Linked DNA regions of Mus musculus: region 1 is linked to region 2. A link is a contact called in public promoter capture Hi-C data. All regions are on one chromosome and are shown on one strand. Each heading gives the region's core, a stretch centred on a gene start, on an enhancer-like site or on the middle of the called end of the contact. The rest is flanking DNA. Distances are from core to core; before and after follow the strand shown. Region 1 holds the start of Tpm3 (tropomyosin 3, gamma). Region 2 holds the start of Il6ra (interleukin 6 receptor, alpha).

The links. Promoter capture Hi-C pulls out the DNA fragments that hold promoters and counts their contacts.
Region 1: a promoter capture Hi-C map of the HPC-7 cell line shows a contact between it and region 2. The contact joins the promoter of Tpm3 here to the promoter of Il6ra in region 2. A contact is called at or near these places in 25 of 39 promoter capture datasets (the 3T3-L1 cell line, 3T3-L1-derived adipocytes, the C10 cell line and 16 more), 6 of 484 Hi-C or Micro-C datasets (bone marrow-derived macrophages, embryonic stem cells, hematopoietic stem and progenitor cells and 1 more), 9 of 115 datasets of contacts at active chromatin or transcription factors (the HPC-7 cell line, bone marrow-derived macrophages, effector CD8 T cells and 6 more) and 4 of 9 other capture datasets (adipose tissue, liver, macrophages and 1 more).

The regions. Positions count from the first base shown.
Region 1 is chr3:90,068,684-90,074,367 of GRCm38.p6, reverse strand. Tpm3 (tropomyosin 3, gamma) reads right to left here and starts at 1,717. Exons shown (of 10, transcript NM_001293748.1): 1 at 1,518-1,717; 2 at 523-648. The coding sequence starts at 1,634. Mir190b (microRNA 190b) reads right to left here and starts at 4,348; the gene lies at 4,269-4,348.
Region 2 is chr3:89,910,463-89,916,750 of GRCm38.p6, reverse strand. Il6ra (interleukin 6 receptor, alpha) reads left to right here and starts at 3,555. Exons shown (of 10, transcript NM_001310676.1): 1 at 3,555-3,796. The coding sequence starts at 3,712.

The sequences.
Region 1 (5,684 bases), core at 468-2,967, 160 kb before region 2:
ATATAGGGCCAAGGTCAGTGTGACCTCCATTTTCTATTGTGAAATCTAAGCTGGCTTTCTTGGGTAACTGAGAGATGAGAGGCTCCCTATTAATACACACATGCACATGCCAAACCTTGTACACAAAAGCTAAGAATGTGGCATGGGGGGGTGGGGGAGTGGATACCTGAGAGCATGCATCTGGATGTGGAGGCCCCTCCTTTGTCCAGGTTCTGGAAAAGGTCATTAGATTACTGCGAAGGAGGTTGAATAGTGCAGAAATGAGATCTCTCTCTCTCTCTCTCTCTCTCTCTCTCTCTCTCTCTCGTGCATGTGTGCTAGTGTAGAACCCAGGGATCCATGCACGTTAGGAAAGCATGCTGCCACTGAACTATGCCCTCAATCTCAACATGTCTTTGAGTAAGAAAGTATACCCCAACAGAAGAGCATGCCAGCGCATTGTCATGTGCAAGAGTATTATGTTGGCATATGTCCCCACAGTCTATGGGTAAGAAGGCAAATAAGCCATCCCCCAATACTCACGTCGGCTGCCTTCTTCTCTGCTAGCTCCAGCTTCTCCTGAGCATCCTTTAAAGCTTCCGAATACTTGTCCAGCTCATCCTCTGTCCCTTTCAGCTTCTTCTGCATGGTTGCTAGTTCATCCTCTAGCTGGAGCCAGAGCCCAGAGAGTAACACACAAAGACATAAACACAACAGTGTATACTTGGACTCCAAAGAGCACTGAGCCCAGCCCCAGGAGAGACACACTTCTTCAGCCATGCTCCAGGCATCAGGCTATGGCTTCACCTCAGACCCTATAATGTCTGGCCCCAAGGTGACCAAGTCATCTGGTGCTTTAATGCAAGACTGTTGAATGATAAACATCTAGTGGGGAAGCTTATTTCTGTGATGTTACAGAGAGAGACAGAGAGACAGAGAGAGTTGGATCATTCCTTACCCTTTGCTTTAGAAGTAAGACATTCTTCAAAATGTGGTCTACTTCTACTTAAGTCCTGCAGGCACACTGTGGCTAGGAAGAGGCCACCGGCTTTCTCAAGGTCACATGACAGTGCAAAGGGGCTACCCTAAAGCAATGGTGCTCAGCCTTTCTAGTGCTGAGACCTTTTCATACAGTTCCTCATGTGGTGGAGACCCCCACGCATAAAATTATTTTCATTGCTATTTCATAACTGTTAATTTTGCTACTGTTTAAATCATAATGTAAGTATCTGTGTTTTCTGATGGTCTTAGGCAACCCCTGTGAAAGGGTTAATGACCCAAAGGGGTCTCAACTCTCAGGTTGAGAACTGCTGCCCTAGATGTTCAGGGGGAGGGGCTTCATTGAGACTGGGGCATTCCTCCCACCCAAAAAAGAAGCTGGCCCAGTGGTCACTGCCTCTCCCATGAACCCCCTGCCCCTCTGGCTGCCTTGAAACTCAGCCTCCTGAGTGCTGGGATTACAGGGGTGTGTGCCACCATTGCCTGGACCATCTCTGTCTTGCAACCAGCAAGTGGGAAAGGTCCATACCAGCACCTACCTGCTTGCTTCTTTCTTCTGCCTGTTTCTGCTCAGCTTCAGCTTGCTCAGCTCGGTCCAGAACATTCTCTTTGTCTAACTTCAGCATCTGCATCTTTTTCTTGATGGCCTCCATCATGAGCTGTGACCGTTGGTGGGCTCACCTGTGAACACTGGAGAACTGGAGGCTGGGGCCAGAGAGGAAGGGCTGCCACCCGGGTCACTCAAAGTTCCCCAGGTTTGAACCTTTATCTGTGCTTGCGGCTCCACCTCTTCTTCCTAACATGGTCTTTCTAGCTCCCTCCCATCCCTTCACTGTTCCCCTGGGGGAACACAGGGTCAGACACATTGATAGACTGACATCACCAGCAAGAAAAAAAAAATTGAGGAACAGCTGAGGCTGATTTTAGACAATGGAAAGTGGGGGTGGGGGAGGTTCTCCCTGACCTTGAAACTTTCCACTCGTTCTTGGCAGCTCTGTGGGTCCCTCAAAAGTAGAGGAACAGAAGAGGGGGGAACACTGAAGCACAGAAGGGTACTTTAGCAGTTCTCGCCACCAGAGGGGTCCTAGTAGCCTTCAGATCTCTCATTCTCCCCTTGGACTATATTGGATATGGACCAAACTCTACTGGTTTGGTCTTTGGATTCCTGGTATCTAAGGAGCGTGGTCAACAGTGACGATGGGAGGTCACTCATGATCGTTGACAATTCCCCCAGATTGACAGTTGGGATTGCTGGGCTATTTTGGGATTCTCTAATAGGCAAGGAGACATTAGTCTGTAAAGGCCATAGGATAAAGTTGAAGGCCTGGGATCTGAAAGGGTATCTCAGGGTGTCAAGTGGGATGAGAAACAAGGAGGTCACAGAACAGGATCACGTTTTCTCATAGCGACCTTAAAATAGAAGGTCTGACATACTGAAGACTGTCGCTTTCCTCTACTCCTCTTCAACTGCTCCCTCTGTGGCCCCCTCCCCAGCCCGCTGTCCACCATGCCATTATAGTGTCCACCAGCTCTACTTCCCCCAGTGTAGTGCCAGCTATGCTCATAATTCCACTTGGAATCTTGCTATTGACAGGTGGCAATTGATCCCATACACAGTTGCCATATACCCATCTATGCCAGAGGAGTGGACACTGTTCAAGGTGACCGGACTGGAGCTAGCAGAGCAAGTAGAAGTGGTTCTAATTAATTCATAATGTCAAGGATAGTTAGTGTTGAGGCTAAACCACAGCAGTGTGGGACCGGAGTCAAGCATCAGGGTGGGGGCAGGGGCAGAGCCGGCTCCCTCTCGAGAGCCTCCCTGTTAAGAACAGACTGATACTAACAGACTGGGAGGAGAGACTTCCAGCTAACTGTTGGAAGAAAGCAAAGAAAACAAGCACCCCCAATTGAGAGGCCAGTCAGGAAAAGGGGACAAGAGAGAACCAGAGAAAGGACATGTATGGGTTGATAGAGAAGAGGGCAATAGAGAGGAGAAAAAGACAAGAGCAGAAGACAAGGAGGAGAGATACATCCTTTCTACCATAGGGGGCAAGATATATGAAGAGTTGCTCCTCAAATTTCAGCTCTCTCCCACTTCCACATGAGCCTTCCGGGTTAACATGGGCTCTATATACATCTCTTTTAGGAGAGTTGTGGAGAGAAATTTAGTTAGAAAAAGAATCGCCAGGCACGGTGGTGCATGCCTTTAATCCCAGCACTTGGGAGGCAGAGGCAGGTGGATTTCTGAGTTCGAGGCCAGCCTGGTCTACAGAGTGAGTTCCAGGACAGCCAGGGCTACACAGAGAAACCTTGTCTTGAAAAACAAAAAACAAACAAACAACAACAACAACAACAACAACAAAGAACTGATACTTTTAGCCGGGCAGTGGTGGTGCATGCCTTTAATCCCAGTACTTGGGAAGCAGAGGCAGGCAGATTTCTGAGTTCGAGACCAGCCTGGTCTACAAAGTGAGTTCCAAGACAGCCAGGACTATACAGAGAAACCCTGTCTAGAAAAACAAAACAACAAACAAACAAATCATGGGGCTGGTGAGATGGCTTAGCAGGTAAGAGCACCGACTGCTCTTCTGAAGGTCCTGAGTTCAAATCCCACAACCACAGGGTGGCTCACAACCATCTGTAACGAGATCTGATGCTCTCTTTTGGAGTGTCTGAAGACAGCTACAGTGTACTCACATATAAATAAATAAATAAATAAATAAATAAATAAATAAATAAATAAATCTTTTTAAAAAATCATAGGGCTGGAGAGATGGCTGAGCGGTTAAAAGCACTGACTGCTCTCTTCCAGCGGTCCTGAGTTCAATTCCTGCAACCACATGGTGGCTCACAATCCTCTGTAGTGGGATCTGATGCCCTCTTCTGGTATGTCTGAAGACAGCAAATATATATATATACATATACATATATATATATAAAATAAAAAATAATGTAATAACCTGGGTCTATAGCTCAGTGGTAGAGTATTTGCTTAGTGAATATGAGGTGTTGGGTCCCATCACCAACATTTTACAAAAAAACAAAAAAGGAACAAAAAAAAACAAGCACTGGGTATGGTGGCATGTGCCTTTAGTCCCAGTGCTCAGGCGGCAGAGGCAGAGGCAGGAGGACTTCTGTGAGTTTGAAGCCAGCCTTGTCTACATAGTGAGCTCCAGGACCACCAGGGCTATGTAGGAAAACCCTGTCTTGAAAACAAACCAGAAAGTCAGGCAGACAAGAGTCTCAGAGCCCCAGGGGCTGACGGAGCCAAGGAGGTGGTGCCAAGTCTCCTTACTGCTGTGAGAGTATGCTTGACATTCAGTTGGTTCATAATTTAACAACCCAATATCAAACATATCACACAGAAGCAGGCAGGCAAACTCTGGTCGTCATCGGCCCCTCCCCTCTCTGTGAAGAAAGGTCAGGGAGACGAACCAGAGCCTCACCATGTACAGGAGGAAACCCATCTTCAAGGGCACTGACCCTTGTGGTCTTTCACTCCCCAAATATGGTCTTGGTTATCTGTCCTTCATGCCGTCCCCACCACAACCCCTCTTCTACTGTGTTCAGTGTGTGCTGGATCATGTTTTTGTAATTCAAGAACACTGGGCAGGGCTTCATATCCGGGCACCTACCGTTTCCCGAAGCTCCCACACAACTCTTCTCCTCCCTGTTGTGTGACAGCACCAGCTTCCAGAGGATCACCATGTCAGCAGCGCCTCAGAAGCTTTGCCACCTGCCTTTCGATGCCACCTCAGCTGCCCAGGGCTTTCCGGGGGGTAAGGTTAGGGGTTTGCATCTCCTCTACTTTCTCCTTTCCAACCAAACTTCTAACGTTCCCAGATTTCTTTTCTCCTGTGAGACTGCTCAGTCTTCTCAATGGACTCCAACTTCATAGCTTCAAGTCAACAGGAGTTCCAGAAAATGTTTGCAATGTGGGGCTGGTGCTTGTACCATCTGGGTCCTTGTTTCCTCCTCATGACCTTAAGGCATCCTCCTTCAAGGTACCATTGGGTGTCCAGAACAGAAAAGCTATTGCACTCACAGGCTTCAGTCTGGGCTCCAGACTAGCAGACTCCCAGCTTCTCCTTCCTGGCTGAATTGAAACTAAGGCTTTTAGATCAAGAGCAAGAGGGAACTGCTTCTGTCAGGAGGCAGCCTGCAACCCTCAGGACTCCCATTCCTTTCTACAGCTTTCTGTCACCAGAGGTCCGGGGCTGCCTTCTCCAAGGCTCTTCCTTCATAGGGATTCAACCTGGTTATTTTTCCCCCTCTTGGAGAGAATTGGGTCTGTTGAGTGCCATTTGGCTGATGCTTCACTCACTGTGGCAAAAAGGAGCCCAAGTTATAGCTGCACGGGGGCTGGGAAAACACTCTTTATCAGTCCTCAGGCATGTTCCATGTGTCCTTGCTCCCATTAATTCTGACATCTCCCTCCCCCACACAACTTCACAGTGACTTTGTCTTAGATCAATAACATGTCCCAACAACCAATCAATTCCAATTAATTGGATGTGGCACTTGCCTCCCAGGGAAAGACTAATAAATGTGACTAAGCCCCAAGTTAGGTGCTTGTGGTATTTTGTCTTTTCTCTTTTGTAGTTCCCAAAGTCTGAGTGTGTGTATGAAATATTTATATTCTTGCCCTCCACTTACTGATGTTACCCCTCATCTCTCAAGTTCTATTTTTCCCTCCTGAGAGCCTT
Region 2 (6,288 bases), core at 2,306-4,805:
CCTTACCTTAGATAGAGATCTTCAGTATGTGTTGGGCCCTTCAGCAGGAGATGCAGAGATGAGTTCTTCAGGGTGACAGGGAAGGCAGGGTGGTAAACAAAGTCACATGGCATTTGGGAGGAACACAGGACTCTGGCACCCAAGCTAACCAGTGGATGACAGCTTTCTTGGAATTGAGGAAAGAGACCATTGAGTTTTCTGAAAAAGACAGCCAAGTCCAGGTTTGGCTTTTTTTTTTTTTTTTTTTTTTTTTTAACTTGTGGATTACGTTGGGCCCACACTTGGGGTAATTTTATCTTTCCTTCCTGGATACTGAGGATACATGTGTTCACAGCTATGCTTGGCTTTTTTTTTTTTTAATAGGGTCTTGTCCAGCGTGGCCAGAACCTTGCCACGTTTCCCCCTTAGCCTCTTCAGTGCCAGAATTACAATCATCCACCACCGTGCCTGTCAGAGACGAGTGTGAGGGCAGAGTAGGGTGTAAGACTAAAGGAAAGGAAGGCCTGGCCAGAGGATAAGCTTGAACAAGGCATGCAGATTAGAAACCACGGACATCATTGTAGAAACTTACCTACACGCAAGGCTCTGGTACAGGAAAGAGGGTGGGAAAGTGAAGGTGGACTCTCTGTGTAGCCCTGGATGACCTGGAACTCACTCTGTGGACCAGGCTGGCCTTAAACTCACAGAGATATGCCTGCTTCTGCCTCCCAAGTGCTGGGATTAAAGGCAGGAGCCATCATACCAGGACTTGAAGCACAACACTAATACTTTGTATATTATAAATTCTTACCACACAAATCAGTAAAAAAGGCTCTGAGATGAAGTAGAAACTTGAGTTCTTTGGAAAGTCAGTTGTGTGGCATGGTATTTTGCTGGGGCAAACATGTGACATGAAGGAGTATTTTCCTGAAGCAGACACAAGGTAAAAGGATGTTTTGCTAAAGCAGACCCGTGAAAGGACCCATGATGTAGGATTCTTCTCTAACTACATGCAAGGATCAGTTCACCTTACATTTCATTGTTGAGCTCCATTTGTTGTGACTCCATAGAGAGAAACATACTGGAAACGTTTCTAGTGGTGTTCTGGTGGCTTCTTGCTGCTTCCATGGACTCGGGCAGAGTGATGTCAGCTGATACAGACTCAAGTGGAGTTTTGCTAAGACAGACTCACATACTGAGGCGAGACCCATTTGAGAACACGTTATGTTTGGAGAGCGGATAACTAAGACTCAATGGACAGTGGGAAAGGGCTTGCTTGCATAGCTAGCTTTGCAATGCTTCCTGGTCTTCTTCGCTGATCTTCACTTTGTTAAGAGAAGTAAGGCAAAGAACTTCTCCAGGCCTAATCACTCCTGCTAACTCATGCAGATTCGGCCGAGGCCTGGCTGTTTCTGCTAGGTTGTGCCAACACTGCTGTTGATTTGTGTTTGTTATCCTGACACTACCGACCTGGACTGCTGCTATATTCATCAAGTATTTGCAAGTGGATGGGATTTGCTCCAAAGAACAATTTCTAGACAGATCCACCTCCTAATATCCTAACTACCTAATTCCTGTATCCTAATAACTTTCCATTTCCACTGCCTCTAGGAGGGAGGTTAAAGTGTTTAAAAACCATCATTAAAATTAGGGTTGAGAAATATCTAAACAACACAGAGAAATTAACTATAACTTGCCCAAATCCTACAGCTATCAAGCAGTAGACCTGGGATGGGAACTAAACTCATCTGACTATGGAACACCCCCCCCCCCACACTCCAGGATCAAAACGGGGTGGATGGGGGGAAGCCACTTGGCCAGGGTTGCCGGGTCGTGTCTGAGATGTCTGCTCTTGCCTTCAACATTCCTTCTATCTGAGCTGGCAGCCTTCTGTAGCCTTCCTGTTTCAGGCCAGCAACTTGTCTCTCTGCAATTATTTTCAGGTCTCTGTTTACCACAGAAAGGAAGGAGGCAGCACAATGAGAGTCTGTTGGAAATTAATTATATTTTTAAGATAGGGCAAGTTCCACTATGCTTGCCTCGAACTCTGGATCTTCCTGCCTCAGCCTCCAGAGTTTTGGGATTACAGGTGTGTACTACCACATCCTCTTGCTATTTAATCCCATTTTAAATAGCAGGAGAAAAAAATATGTATTTTTTTTAGACAGGGCCTTAGACTCACAGCTATTCACCTGCTTCTGCTTCCCAAATGCCTGCCCCACCACAGGGAGAGAGAACAACCATGCCTTTCTCTCCGACTTATAGCGTGGCTGAGGAAGTGCCATCAAAACCAATCCCATTGTCCTGGGTACAGGTTTGGTTCTGACATCCACAGAGAGCGGTGGATGCCTAGGTCTGAGGCCAGCATGTTGCTTAAATAAGGTCATGTCTTATTTAGGGGTTCAGCCAGCACACACACATTCCAGTTGCCCCATGGACTCTAATCAGCTGAACCCTGAAATGGAAGAATACATTAAAACATACTGGTGTAGGTCCAGGGCTCCCCATCTACATTTTCTTTTCTTTCTTTTTTTTTTCTTATCCCTTCCCTTCTCCCTCTTGCTCCGGCCCGGCTCGCTCAGGCCCATAGGTTTTATTTGTTTCTCATTACAGATGGTTGTGAGCTACCATGTTGCTGGGATTTGAACTCATGATCTCCGGAAGTCAGTCAGTGCGTTTAACCGCTGAGCCATCTCACCAGCCCTAAATTTTCTTTTCAGTGTGTTTCTTTCCCTCTGCATTTGCATGGGAAGCTGCCCTGTAGCTTCAAGCTCTGTAGCTTGGAAGGGAACCTTGGTGGAGTCTGGTAAATAGCAAACGCCGGTTCCTTTGTGTCCAGTCAAGTCATGATGGGTAATCAAAGCCCTACTCCTTGTTGAGCAGTTAGGCTCCAGGTACATCGACAGTGTTTCCAGGAATCTTTATCATGGGCTTAAAAATACATCTCTAATAGGTGAGAAAACTGAGACTTCCGGATCGGGATAGCAATCTTGAGGAGGGTAACACATGTGTCTCTGGGCCAGACTCAAAAGCGCACACTGGTTTCGTTGCCTCTGCAGTAGCCTTCAAAGAGCTGCTCCTCCACTGGAAGATGAGAGGAAATCTTTTTCTCAGGTTATGGACGCCTAAGTTTTCCTTCAGACCAATTAAATCACAATCTCTGGGCTCGAAGCAGACATCGGTGTCTTTTCGGATTCCCTGTTTGATTCCCGTAAGCACCCAGGACACTGACCTGCCTTCTACTTTAACAGCCAGAGCCACTGGCTGGCGCTCATGAAAGCAAAACTCAAGCGGAGGCGCGGATGGAAGGAAGGAGGGGGATATTTCTCCTTATCTCAGCGTCAAAACCTGGGGAGGGGCCCTGGTGGGGGTCCCTGGGGGCTCAGGTGTGGCGCGGCTGCAGGAAGTAACCCCCTCCGGTGGCCCGGAGCGCTGGCCGATTGCGCCATCCTACTGGGCTTTCGTAACCGCGAGCCGGGGCTGCCAAGAGGAGCTTCAGCACCGGTTCCTCAAATGTTTCACTGTTGCCAGGACGGCCGGCTGCTGTGTGTCACGTGCATGTGGGAAGTCGCGCCCACACCGATCTGAGCCACGCCGGGGCGAGCGCTCGCAGTGCGAGCTGAGTGTGGAGCCCGAGGCCGAGGGCGACTGCTCTCGCTGCCCCAGTCTGCCGGCCGCCCGGCCCCGGCTGCGGAGCCGCTCTGCCGCCCGCCGTCCCGCGTAGAAGGAAGCATGCTGACCGTCGGCTGCACGCTGTTGGTCGCCCTGCTGGCCGCGCCCGCGGTCGCGCTGGTCCTCGGGAGCTGCCGCGCGCTGGGTAAGAGGAACCCGGAGCGGGCGTGGGGAATGTGACACTGTCTGGTTCCGTTCGCAGAGTGAGCCCCGCCGGTACCGGCTGCTAGCCTGGGCTGACTCACCTGTGCTGACGCGGTGGAGGTTCGCGCGCCCCCTGTTGCGTCTAGCGCCTATAACTGCGTGCTCCTGTCTGTGTCTGGCCAGTTACCTCAAGTCTGAGTACAGGACAGTGTGTTTTCCTGAAACCTGACTCTGGTGTCTGGTTCCCAGTGTTCCCAGTCTTACTCAACTGCATCCCGGGTCGCTCCAAAAAGAGATACCCAGAGGGCGCGCCCTAGTGGAACAGTAGTAGTCCCTTCTGGAGAGTCCTTTATGCCACTGGCTCTCTCTGCTTTAGTTGTGGCACCTCGCGTGGCTTTCCTTAGTTCTACTACATTCCATGTCGTGTGTAATGACAGTGACCCGACGGTGAAGGGTCTGACATCATGGGCTCTGAGTCATGGGTGTTCCCGCCTCACAAACTTACTCCTTTAGCCAACTAGCCCTAGCATGCAGAATGCCAACACCCACATCCATCCCAATCCTGTGAGTTTGACAGCAAAGGATGTGGGACCTCTTGGAACTGTGCCTCCGCCCCCTGCCCCAGCCCTCCCTGATTAGCAGGTGGACCAGGCGGAGGGTAGGGTAGGGGCACTGTGTTTACCTTCCTTGCACTCTGCCTTGTAGGTCTAGGCCTCTCTGTGGGCTCTGGCTTCAGGCCCAGCAGCCTGCCTGGTCTCTTCTGGAGGAACTGGGAGACTGCTTCTCTACAGGTTATTTTAGGGGCTGAGGGCTTATTCAACAACATAGAAAGAGCCAAAGGACATGGGGGAGATTTATCCTGTGCTGGTCGTGGGGACAGTGGCTTCCAGGCTTTCTTTCTGCCTGGAAGGTAGAATTCCTCAAGCTTGGTTTGTTACCCCTACCTATATTTTCTTTATATATATATATATAAAGAAAATATATATATATATTAGACAGGCTCTCCCATAACCCAGGCTGGCCTCAAACTTGTGCCTCTTCTGCCTCTATCTCTTGAGTGCTGGGATTTCAGGTATTAACCCACCCTGTATTTTACACGTTTTTAATCCTCTACAGGATTGACATAAAGCTTTGGGAGGAGCCTGAGGTTCAGAGAGATGCAATGGGAAGCATCAGGCCCCTCCGTGTCTCAGTGTTCTCCTGTGGGTACAGCTGAGGGCGTCTGGGGTAGGCTGAGCACCACTATCATCTGGTGGGATTCTGGGGGAGAAGACACTGATGAAAGAGAAGATCCCCGCTTAGCTGTTCATGGTGCCAGGCAGGACTGAGGTCCTCTCTTCCATCTTGGGAGAGCAGGACTGGGCCTCTCTGCCTGTCTCAGTTACTACTCAACATACCCCAGCGCCCCCACCACCACTTCCCTTTGTTCCTAAGGAGCTGCAAGGCACTTCGGAGACAGCGAGTTCTGTTTTCCTGTGGTTCAGAAAGGACACCCAAGGGTGGGGGTGTCTTCTGACCCAAACAGCCTTTAGAAGGCAGAACTGGGAGTCTGGGGAGGAAGTGAAAGCCCTGCCAGTTTAGAAGGAAGAGGCAGAGAAGTCCCCAGCCCATCTCCCACACCCACACTTGCACAGCTACAAACTGGAGAGTGACAATCAAGAAACAAGCACCAAACAGGAAGTGTGGAGCAAATGACTGAGATGTTTGGCTTTAGAGAAGTGAGGCCAGATGGAGATGGCTCTCTGGGGGGGAACCCATGGGTGGAAGATATACATAAACATATATATATGGGCAGGCGAGATAGCTCAGCACACGCACACACACACACACACACACACACACACACACTCTCCTCCATCCATCATCCTTAGTGGGTTTTTGCCTTCATGTATTCATGTCTGTGTGAGGGTTCCAAATCCTATGGAACTGGAGTTACAGTTGTGAGCTGCCATGTGGTGCAGGGATTGAACCTGGGTCCTCTGGAAGAACAGCCAGTGTTCTTAACTGCTGAGCCATCACTCCAGCACCAACAGGTGGGATTTTCATAGTCTGCCCCTCCAGGGCCTGCTAGGACTCCTGTGTCTTCTTCCACCTGGGGCCCAGGACCAGCTGGGACTGAGGCTTCTGCCAGGTCAAACTTTCTAGGCGCTGCTGACTGAGGACAGGCTGGGCATGGGTGGCTTCAGTCCCCCTTTCCTTCTGTAAGGCAAGAAAACACGCAGCAGCACCGATGCCTATGTATCTAAATCTCCTCCTGACTTCTGAATTCCCTCTGGGACAACCTCTTTCGGTCTACAAAACCTACCTGTATTCCTAGCCTCACCCTGAATCAGTATTTTTCTGAAGGATATATTTTTTATCTAGCATCAAATTTCGGCTAGGAAGGATAGATCTTTGTAAAAAAAAAATCACAATTTTTAAAACATTAGGGTTTGTGGGTTTTTTGTTTGTTTGTTTTTTTTTTTTTTTTGATATTTTGAGACAGGTGTTTCT